2 separate regions of the Sus scrofa genome follow, and region 2 is linked to region 1. The links are chromatin contacts, called in public Hi-C maps. All regions are on one chromosome and are shown on one strand. Each heading gives the region's core, a stretch centred on a gene start, on an enhancer-like site or on the middle of the called end of the contact. The rest is flanking DNA. Distances are from core to core; before and after follow the strand shown.

The links. Hi-C and Micro-C count contacts between places; a contact is called where the count stands out from the background.
Region 2: a contact with region 1 is called in a Hi-C map of embryonic fibroblasts, with 4 times the contacts expected there. The contact joins two enhancer-like sites. A contact is called at or near these places in 3 of 47 Hi-C or Micro-C datasets (embryonic fibroblasts and fibroblasts) and 1 of 2 datasets of contacts at active chromatin or transcription factors (skeletal muscle).

What each region holds. Positions count from the first base shown.
Region 1 is chr3:93,414,997-93,419,942 of Sscrofa11.1, forward strand. All of the region lies in intron 5 of STPG4, which reads left to right. Among named protein-coding and RNA genes, the nearest start is that of STPG4, 31 kb to the left of the region's middle. Within about 2 kb of position 2,350, at least 6 of the 83 cell types and tissues checked have an H3K27ac peak or open chromatin away from gene starts, as enhancers often do. A contact at or near this core is called in embryonic fibroblasts, where this site is marked.
Region 2 is chr3:93,494,503-93,499,448 of Sscrofa11.1, forward strand. All of the region lies in intron 15 of TTC7A (tetratricopeptide repeat protein 7A), which reads right to left. Among named protein-coding and RNA genes, the nearest start is that of TTC7A, 95 kb to the right of the region's middle. Within about 2 kb of position 2,324, at least 49 of the 83 cell types and tissues checked have an H3K27ac peak or open chromatin away from gene starts, as enhancers often do. A contact at or near this core is called in embryonic fibroblasts, where this site is marked.

The DNA.
Region 1 (4,946 bases), core at 1,100-3,599:
CCGGCGTTGCCGCGAGCTGTGGTGTAGGTTGCAGACGCAGCTCGGATCCCGCGTTGCTGTGCCTGTGGCTATGGCTCTGATTAGACCCCTCGCCTGGGAATCTCCATATGTTGCGGGCCCGGCCCTAGAAAAGGCAAAAGAAGACAAAAATAATGGTAATAATAAAATAAAATTCTGTTGTTTTAAGCCACCAAATTTATGGTAATTTGTTATGGTAGCAACAGGAAACTAATGCAGGTGGGGATGATTTCCAGGTGAACTTCACAATAGACTAATGAGATGAGGACTGGCTTTTCCTCTGTGTAGCTCATAAATGTTTGCATCAGTTAGGCTTTCTCTTGATCACGTCATGTACTTCAGAATGACTCCTCAGCCTCCTGCCTGGGGTACAGGCAGTTGCTAGTGTGGGGCTAGTTGCTGGTGTTCTGGTAATTGAGTAGGGAAGGGGCTGGGCTGGGGGGTGGTGTCTCAACATTTGTTGTATAGTTCTTTCTCCATTTTTAAAACTGTAGTATAATTGATTTACAATATTGTGTTAGTTGCAGGTGTACAGCAACATGCTTCTGTTATATGTATTTTTTTCAGATCATTTTCCATTATAGGTTATTACAAGATTGAATATAGGCACTGTGCTATATAGTAAATCCTTGTTGCTTACCTATTTTATGTGCAGTAGTTTGTGTGTGTTAATCACACACTCCTAATTTATCCTTCTCCCTCCTCTCTCCTTTGGTAACCATAAGATTGTTTTCTATGCCTGTGAGTCTGTTTCTGTTTTGTATATAGATTCACTTGTACTGTTTTCTAGATGCCACATGTAAGGTAATGTATAGTATTTGTCTTTCTCTGTCTGACTTCCTTCAATTAGCATGATAATCTCAGGAGTTTCTGTTGTGGCTCTGTGGGTTAAGGAACTGGCGTTGTCTCTGTGAGGATGTGGGTTCAATCCTTGGACTCACTCAGTGGGTTAAGAATCTGGCATTGCCACAAGCTGTAGCAGAGTTCACAGGTACAGCTTGGATCTGGTGTTGCCATGGCTGTGGCATAGACTTGTAGCTCCAGCTCCCATTAGACCTCTAGCCAAGGAACTTCCATATGCAGCAGGTGCAGCTGTATTAAAAAATAAAGTATTATAATCTCTAGTTCCATCCATGTTGCTGCAAATAACAGTTTTCATTCTTTTTTATGGCTGAGTAATATTCCATTATATATAAACCACACCACATCTTTTTTTTTGGTCATACCCTCAGCATGTGGAAGTTCCTTGGCCAGGGATCAAACCCGAGCTGTAGCCGTGGCCTGCACCATACATGCAACAATACCAGATACTTAATCCCTTGTGCCACCAGGGAACATCTGTACCACACCTTCTTTATCCATTCATCTGTTGATGGGCGTTAGAGTTGTTTCCATGTTTGGCAAAATAGTGCTGCTGTGAACATCAGGATGCATGTATCTTTTCAAATTAATCATCTTTTCTAGATATATGCTCAGGAATAGGGTTGGTAGATCATATGGTAGCTTATTTTTAGTTCTTTTTGATTTCAAAACATTTTTTATTTTTATTTTTTTGGCCATGGCATGTAGCAGCTTGGGGTTGAACCCAGGCTGCAGGGGCAAAAGCACCAAATCTTAACCATTAGACCACTGGGGAACTCCCTATTTTTAGTTTTTAAGGGACTTCCATACTGTTTTCCATAGTGGCTACATCAATTTACATTCCTGCCAACAGTGAAGGAGGGTTCCTTTTTCTCCACACCCTCTCTAGAATTTACTGTTTGTAGACTTCATGATGATAGCCATTCTGACCTGTATGAGGTGATACCTCATTGTGGTTTTGATTTGCATTTCTCTAATAATTAGTGATTAGCGTCTTTTCATGTGCCTGCTGGCCACCTGTATGTCTAGAAACTCCCGTTTTCTTCCTTTCCTTTTTTTCCCCCCTGTCTTTACAGGCTGCACCCACAGCATATGGAGGTTCCCAGGCTAGGGGTCAAATCAGAGATACAGCTGCCGGCCTATACCACAGCCATAGTGCCAGATCTGGGCTGCGTCTTCGATCTACACCGCAGCTCACGCCAATGCCAGATCCTTTCACCCAGTGAGCGAGGCCAGGGATCGAACCCGTGTCCTCATAGATACTAGTCAGAGTTCTAACCCAATGAGCCAAAAGGGGAACCCCCCAAATTCCTGTTTTCAGTAAAGGTCCCTGTCCTCACACTGCCCAGGCTCCTGGGTACAGATCTCTGGTGCAGCCTCGCGGGAAATGAAACCTTCCATCTCCTACAGGGATGAGGGAAGGGTGGCTACCTGACTACTGCAGATGAGGTGGGTAGGGACCTGCGGAGAAGATGCTCAGCCAGTCCTCCAGCTTTTAGCCTAATGTCTGAAATTCCTGAGCTCTGTGGCTGTAGTTTTTGGAGATCCGTTGTCTACCAATTTCATTGATGTCATTCATCCCTTCCATTTTATAAATAAAAGTGATTCACTGATTTGGAACATCCTGTCCTTCAGCAAAGTGAAAAGAATACTTTCATGGAAAATGTTCCAAGACAAAGAAACAGCCCAGGGCTGTGATTCATGTCTGTTCTAAACATGCATTCCCAGAGCAGATTTGTGGGTTTGGTTTAGATCCACAAATTTGTAAATTTCAGAGGGCAAACTCCTTTGGTCCCAGCGGTGGGAGCTAGTGACACACAGTGTGAGCGTGGTAAAGAAATGATACTTCTTAGGAGGACATCGTCTCGACCTCCAGGAGATAAATGCCTTCATCCTTAGGCCTCCTTCTGAAAACTCATTTGACCGCTTTTGTTATTCAGTTTCCTTGTTCTGGAAATTAAGGTCATAGTCAAAGAACTGTTAAGGACCCTGAGGACTGGAAGAAACTTAGCTACTCTGTTAGGGTCAGTTTTGATGGTGACAATGACCGTCACTCATTGGTTTTCTGGTGCCAGGCATGGTGCTCCATGACTGACATGCATCTCATTTCATCCTCACTGCAATATGGTGGGTACTACTCATTTGATAGCTTAGGAAACGGAAGTCTGCTGCCCAAAGGTAGAGCCAGGACTTAGACCCGGTCTATGGTGACCTCAGAACCTGAGCTCTAAGCTGCGCTGTCCCTTGAGTGAGCATGACCAGGTGACTTGCTTAATGTCGACGTGTCGAGCTGATCTGGGGTCAAAGCCAAGGACGTGTCGAGCTGATCTGGGGTCAAAGCCAAGTGGCAGACGTTGTGCCGTCTCTGGAGCCACAACCCCCCACTGATGACGGAGGCTTATTCATGGGGCCGGGTTGGCCTGCATGGTCCCCTTTGACGTGGGATAAGTTCATGTGCAGGAGGCTTCTTTCTCCTGGGAGGTTCACCCGCCAACCCGCCTACGAGGCTCTGATCTGGCTGCAGCTTAGGCTCCTGCTGAGAGCCTTACCACAATGGCTTTAATTTTTGTATGTGTTTATTTCTTTGCCTTTTGTCTTTTTAGGGCCGCACCCACAGCATATGGAGGTTCCCAGGCTAGGGGTCTAATGGGAGCTATAGCTGTCGGCCTAGCCCACAGCCACAGCAATGCCAGATCCCAGCCGCATCTGCAACCTACACCACAGCTCATGGCAACGCCAGAACCTTAACCCACTGAGTGAGGCCAGGGATTGAACCCACAACCTTATGGTTCCTAGTTGGAATCGTTTCCCCTGCACCACAATGGGGACTCTGCACAATGGCTTTCCTTAAATGGCCATATTTCTCCCTGGGCCACCCTTAAGATGTTAGAACTTCCAGTCTCTTCTCAACAACATCTCTTTGTATAAAGCTGAGTCTAGCTGACTTCCATAGAAGTTCTTTCACCTCTTCCACAAATCCTTTTTGCATGGTTCAGTGTGTGAGGCCCCATGCCAGGGAGGCACTTTTGAGCATCCGAAGGCAAATGAGACATTTGATCCGTGCTCTCGCTGCCCCCTTGAAGGATATGGACACCCTGACGTCAGTCACCCAACCAGCATGTACACAGATAAGCATACACACTCACTCATGCTAACCAAGGGTCTGTGATTCATTGTGCCCATGTCTGACTGGGTGGGGCCGAGTGGCTGAGCATGCACAGCTGGAAGCATGGCGCCCCAAATTAGCACTGATGACTCAAGCTTAATATCGTCTGTTGATACTGCACGTGAGCCATCTTCCTTCCAGCCGCCACCTCCAGAGTTTTCTGATGCATTTGCTTGTAAGCTTCCCAGCACGTTCCGGCTCCAAGCAGAGGAAGGAGATAAGGGCAAGGGTGAGGAAAGGGGCACCCCGCACTTGTCCCTTCCAAGCCAAAGTCAAGGAGACCAAAGTGCTAGCTGTCCTGTCAGCTTTAGGATCCAGGGGCTCTTCCCCAAGTCATTCTTTACTTGTGGGGCCCAGAGGTGAATTTGTATTTATATCTCCCCACTCACTACAGCAATGCCTAAAACACCCTAGGAGGGATTTTTTTTCTTTTTTCTTTCCTTTTTTTGAACTTTTTTTTTTTCTTTTTTATTGCCAGACCTGCAGCATATGGAAGTTCCTGGGCTAAGGGTCGAATCAAAGTCACAGCTGCTGGCCTGCACCACAGCCACAGCCACACTGGATCCGAGGTGTATCTGTGAGCTGTCCTGCAGCTTTCAGCAATGCTGGATCCTTAACCCACTGAGCAAGGCCAGGAATTGAACTCAGCTCCTCACAGAGACAGTGTTGTGTTCTTTTTTTTTTTTTAACTAAAAGAGTTGACAATTTTATTTTCACATTTCACAATACAAATGAAAATTGCTTTTTGTCCCACTACTCCCCTCCAAAACTACTCTCTCTTTGATAGGAAGGGGGAGGAGTCTTCCTTGTCATGCTGTTGGAAAACACCCAGAGTCACAGTACCATGATCTCCTGGTGAAGCAGAACAAGTAACATAAAGCTGATACAAAGAGGCTCCCCA
Region 2 (4,946 bases), core at 1,074-3,573, 79 kb after region 1:
ATCCTTAACCCACTGAGCAAGGCCAGGGATCGAACCTGTGTCCTCATGGATGCTAGTCAGATTCGTGTCCAATGAGCTGCAATGGGAACTCCAAGGGTATTATTTTAAAGCCCTAAGAGGAACGGCCTCCCTGAAAGGGAGAGGGCCATAGGCCCGTCTTTATTATCTTCCCATGGACTAACCCCTGCCTTGGAAGGGACACTTACGGCAGCTTTTCTCAGCTCTAAAAACCCATCATTTTTCCTTGGTTCTGTTTTTTCTCAGCTCTGAAAACCCATCATTTTTCCTTGGTTCTGGAGGAATACACCGACCCATGTCCCCTAATCTTTCAAGGTTTGCACTGACGCTCTACCTCATAATGAATTCATTCAATATGCTTTGACTTTGAAGCTTTAAAATTGAGAGCCCGCAAGCTTCTGCCTCCAGGATTAGCACCTCTTTGCTTCAAAGCCCTGCCCCACCTGCAGAACAGCCACCAGCACCCACAGCACACCCTTAGCTTTCCTGACAGATGTCTGAACCAGGGGCCTTCCGGCCCGGCTTCCTTCAGAGGCAGGTCACCTCCAGTTACCGCTGGACACAAATTCTTAATCTTGAAATATATGAACCAAACCCCACAGACCCATTCCAAACTCATTCCAGGGTGGAAGAATTTCCAGAAAGCAGGTACTTCAACGGAACAAATGTTTGCTCCAGCGCAGCATAAGACACCAAGAAGCAAACACCTTGGTCTTGGTCTATAATCTCTACCCAGGGAGCAGACCTGGGGACCTAAGACCACCCACTGCAGGGGCAGGGGCAGCCTTACTTAATGGGCATTAAAAAGCCTCCTGGATCCTTTCCCAGGGACTTGGGAATGGGCCACGCCTGCTTGAAAACCAAAGGCTCCGGGAACACAGTGCCTGCCTCCAGCAAATGTGGATCCTCCAGGAGGATCAGGAAGCAAAGGGCTAACCACTTTATTTATTTGTTTTTTTAGGGCTGCACCTGCAGCATATGGAAGTTCCCAGGCTAGGGGTCAAATGGGAGCTACAGCTGCCGGCCTATGCCACAGCCATAGCAACGCAGGAACCAAGTCGCATCTGTGACCTACGCCACAGTGCATGGCAGTGCTGGATCCTTAAGCCACTGAGTGGGGGCCAGGGATCAAACCCACACCTTCATGGACACTAGTTAGGTGGGTTACCTCTGAGCTACAAAGGGAACTCCCCCAAACCACTTTCAAACAAAGAATTCCTTTTGGAAAGCCTGCAAATAACTGTCTGTCCCCCCTTTCCATCTTCTTCCCCAAATCAAACCCCCTGGATCATCTACCCTCCTAGCTGGAGTGTAAGCAGAAGCCACAGAGAGAGTGAGGACACTAGCAGACTGCAGTGTCACACAGTGAGGTCACAGGAGGCTCCACAGAACAACCAGAGAAGGGACATGCTGAATGTCAACCCAGCTTAGCTGAGCAGGAGCTGACCTTTGGGGAAGAGTGGGCCAGTGCCCATGATTATGGCTGGCTTAACACTCCCATCAACCACATGCCCTGCAAGTTTACCCTGCGGCTCTTGTCCTCACCAGGGACTGTGGCAGCCAAAAATGTCTAATGAACCTGGCAAGGTGAAAAACTCTGTTTGTGCTAATACCTTTGATTCCAGCCCCCTCGCTGAAGCACTGGTATTTTAAGTGTCCTTTTGATCTATGGCAAGTCCCTAATAAGAACCATCCAGCAAACATGCCGAGTTTAAGGTGGAGATATTCACAGAAGCCCCAGGCCTCCGATCATTTCTGCACGACTGGACATTTAACACACGCAAACCTAAGAAAAAGGTGAGGCTGGCCAGGTAGGGAATCAGAGGGGAGCCCTTGAAGCTGACGTTGGCCTTAGCCGGATTCAGCCAAGGTCTGGCCCCAGCTAACACCTAGTCTGTCAACTCAAACATTTTCCAAAACAGCCCAGGTTTCCTGGGGGAGATGCTGTGACTGGTTCCATTTGTTTCTACGTGGCGAGCTCTGGCTTGTCAAGAGGGCCATATAGCTCCTGCTCTGGGGAGCGCTCCCTAGGGCTCCGACACCCCTTCCCCCAGGACCTTCCAAGTGTTCCAGGACCTGGGCTGGGCAGAAACTCCCAGGCAGAGTGGGAGGAGGTGGCCCTGCCACCGAGGGGAAGGGAAGGACAAACCAGTTGGCTCCTCTTCTGCCAACCAACCCATGGCCTGGGCTTTCAAAACCGGTCTGGCAGGCTGCCAGGCCCAGGGTGGGAGCAGTGACTGACGGACTGGTTATTGGAAAGCTCCCATCATTAGCCCAGGAATGTTGTTTGGTTACTATGGCGACCGTCCCCTGACAAGCGGCCTGACTAAAGCACAAGGAATCTGTTACCTAAAACCAGCACCCGACGGAGTCCGTGGCTTCGGGAACCAAGCTTATCAGCAGCCTGTTCCCCATGACCCTCCCAGCTGAGTCCCAATCCGGAGAAGCGACCCACACAGGCATCTCTGCGCTGGCTGCTGGACCTCTCCCATTCCGAGGCCTGATCTGGCTCGGAACCCAGCTCCAAACAGGGAGCCTGCTGCCCCCTTGAGGCCCCCTACACACCGGCCAGCGACAGCCCGGCCTGCCCATGTGTCCAGGGCTTCTTAGCCTGAAGCCCCTGGGATTTCAGGAAACTGCTTGGGTGTCTGGTCTCCCCCCACACACCCTGTGCCAGGTTCACGCTGTCCCCACAGGGCATTGTTCTCTGCCTTATCACGTTCCTGCCTTTTGAAACGCAAGCTCTGTTAACGAACAGCCGCCCCGCCGCACGGAAACTGAGATCCTCTTTGCTTTGCCTTCTAATCCCTGAATTCAGGAGGGTTTTCAAAAGTCAACTCCACGAAAGCTGGGTTTTTCTCCCGGAGGCTTAAGTCTCCCTGTAGGAATGGTGACCTCTTGGGCAGCTACGGAGTCCGAACACCTTATCACAGCAGCCCGCTCCCCACCGCCTGGCCCATGGCCTGCACTGCCTCCCTCACAACCCAGATCACAGCCTTACACTGTTTGTGGACCATCTTCCAGACCCGCACCCCCACCCCCACCCGCCCCGCTGTCCTTGAACCCAGTAGCAAAACCGCTTGTGCAATCTTTTCTTATCTGAGTCTCACAAGACCTTGGAGGTAGAGGGAGGTCGGACAGATGGGAGCCTTTAAGCAGAGGAGAGGATGGAGGCACGTGAAGGAGGGGCAAGCTGGAGGTGGCACAGGCAGGGACCTGCTATGGCTCCCACGTGGGGACAGGCTCACGAGGACAGGGGTCTGTGCCACCCACCAGCATCGCCTGTGCCAGGCCTCCTCCACCCCTGACACCACCCTGCCAGCCTCTCCTTCACTAAGGCAGCCTGTGCAGAAAGGAAGCGCCTCAACAGGTCCCAGCCACCTGACACAGCCATCGGCAGGGCACTGGGTGGCAGACAGACCCAGACCACAGGCCTTTAAGTGCTTAGAATACAGACCTTGTTGGGGATGCTGAGGTCAGGGCGAAGGGGATTGATTTTTTTTTTTCCCCTTTGGCCGCAGTGATATTTATGGGGTGAGAGGTTTAATTAACTGCCGTGGCAACAGCTGGAGCCACACACAGCGTGTTCCCAATGCAGGGAGCAGCTGGAGTGGCAGGATGCAGTTTCAATTGAAGAGCAATGACATTCTTCAGTGATCCCTGACCGGTAATGGACTCAATGACATTTCCTGCTAATCCATGGGTTTCATCTGTGGGGAAAAGTTACTGACTTATTTGCAAAGAGCTAGGGTCACTCCGGAGTGCTGTGTGGCAGGGGGAGCTTCCACCCCCATTCCCAACTCTCTCTCTCTCTCCCTGCTCCCTATTTTTTTAAGGTTTTTTTGGTTGGTTGGTTTTGGTGTTGGCTTAAGACAACAGAACTATATGCTCTCACAGTTCTGGAAGCCAGAAGCCCCCTACGTATTTTTTTCCAGTTAGTTTGGCAGCCTTTAGGGCTGGCCCAGATCAAGAAGGAGCCCCTCAGGGTCTGGATGTGAGGGCCCCACGGTGGCTCAGAGATGAAGAACCTGGCTCTATTTCTCTATCCCCGCAGCCCCTGGATGGGCAGACCTCATAGAGTGAGGCATCCCGGGCTGCTGGGATGCTCTGGTCCCCAGGGCTCCACAGGAGGTCCCTCTGCAGGAACAGAGTAACAGAGGCGCCCCGAGGAGGCCTCTGAGGCTCTTCCTTCCTTAGGCTGGGACCTCAGAGGTGTCTTCTTAAGACCCCAGCCCCTGAGAGGCCCTGGCTCTGCGGTGTTTGGATGGGGGAGCGCTGTTCCCATGGCAGATGCTGCCCCTTCAGAAGGCTCCTGCCTGCAGAAGTGGGGACGCAGCTGACCCAGAGCAGCAGCTGTCCTGTGCACTGACTGACTGCACAAATCTGCACCCGGGCTTCCCATCTATTTTGGGTTCAGGATCCCTTGGAGGGTTGGCTAAAAGCCACTTCCCTGGCTGCCTGCATGCAGGTGCAAATGCCACAGTTCAGGTACAGGTGCCTCTGGAGGTCCAGAAGTCCACCCACGGAACACCTGGCAGAGTGTCACCAACCTCATGGCAAGGACCACCTCCCCCACTGGCTGGGTGAAGACACTTTGAGTGGGTGAAGCATTTCTGGTGAAGGAGCTGACAGCTGGCACCTGATCGAGGTGGGAGGAGCGGAGGGGTAGAGAGAGCACTTGGGGGAAGCTGATGATGAAGAAGAAGGCTTCCTCGCCCAGCCCAGGAGCCAGGAGCCAGGAGGAAGAGGATGGGCGGCAGAAGGTACCTCCTGATTGGCCAGGGCCGGAGGATGCTGCCCTCACACACAAAGCCTACTCCTACTGTGCCTCACACAGCGTGGGCTTCAAGCAGACTTGCAAAGAATGGCCTTTCTGCAGCAGAAAGCATTCAGCCTGGATGTGCAATAAGGTGGGAGATGCTGGAATG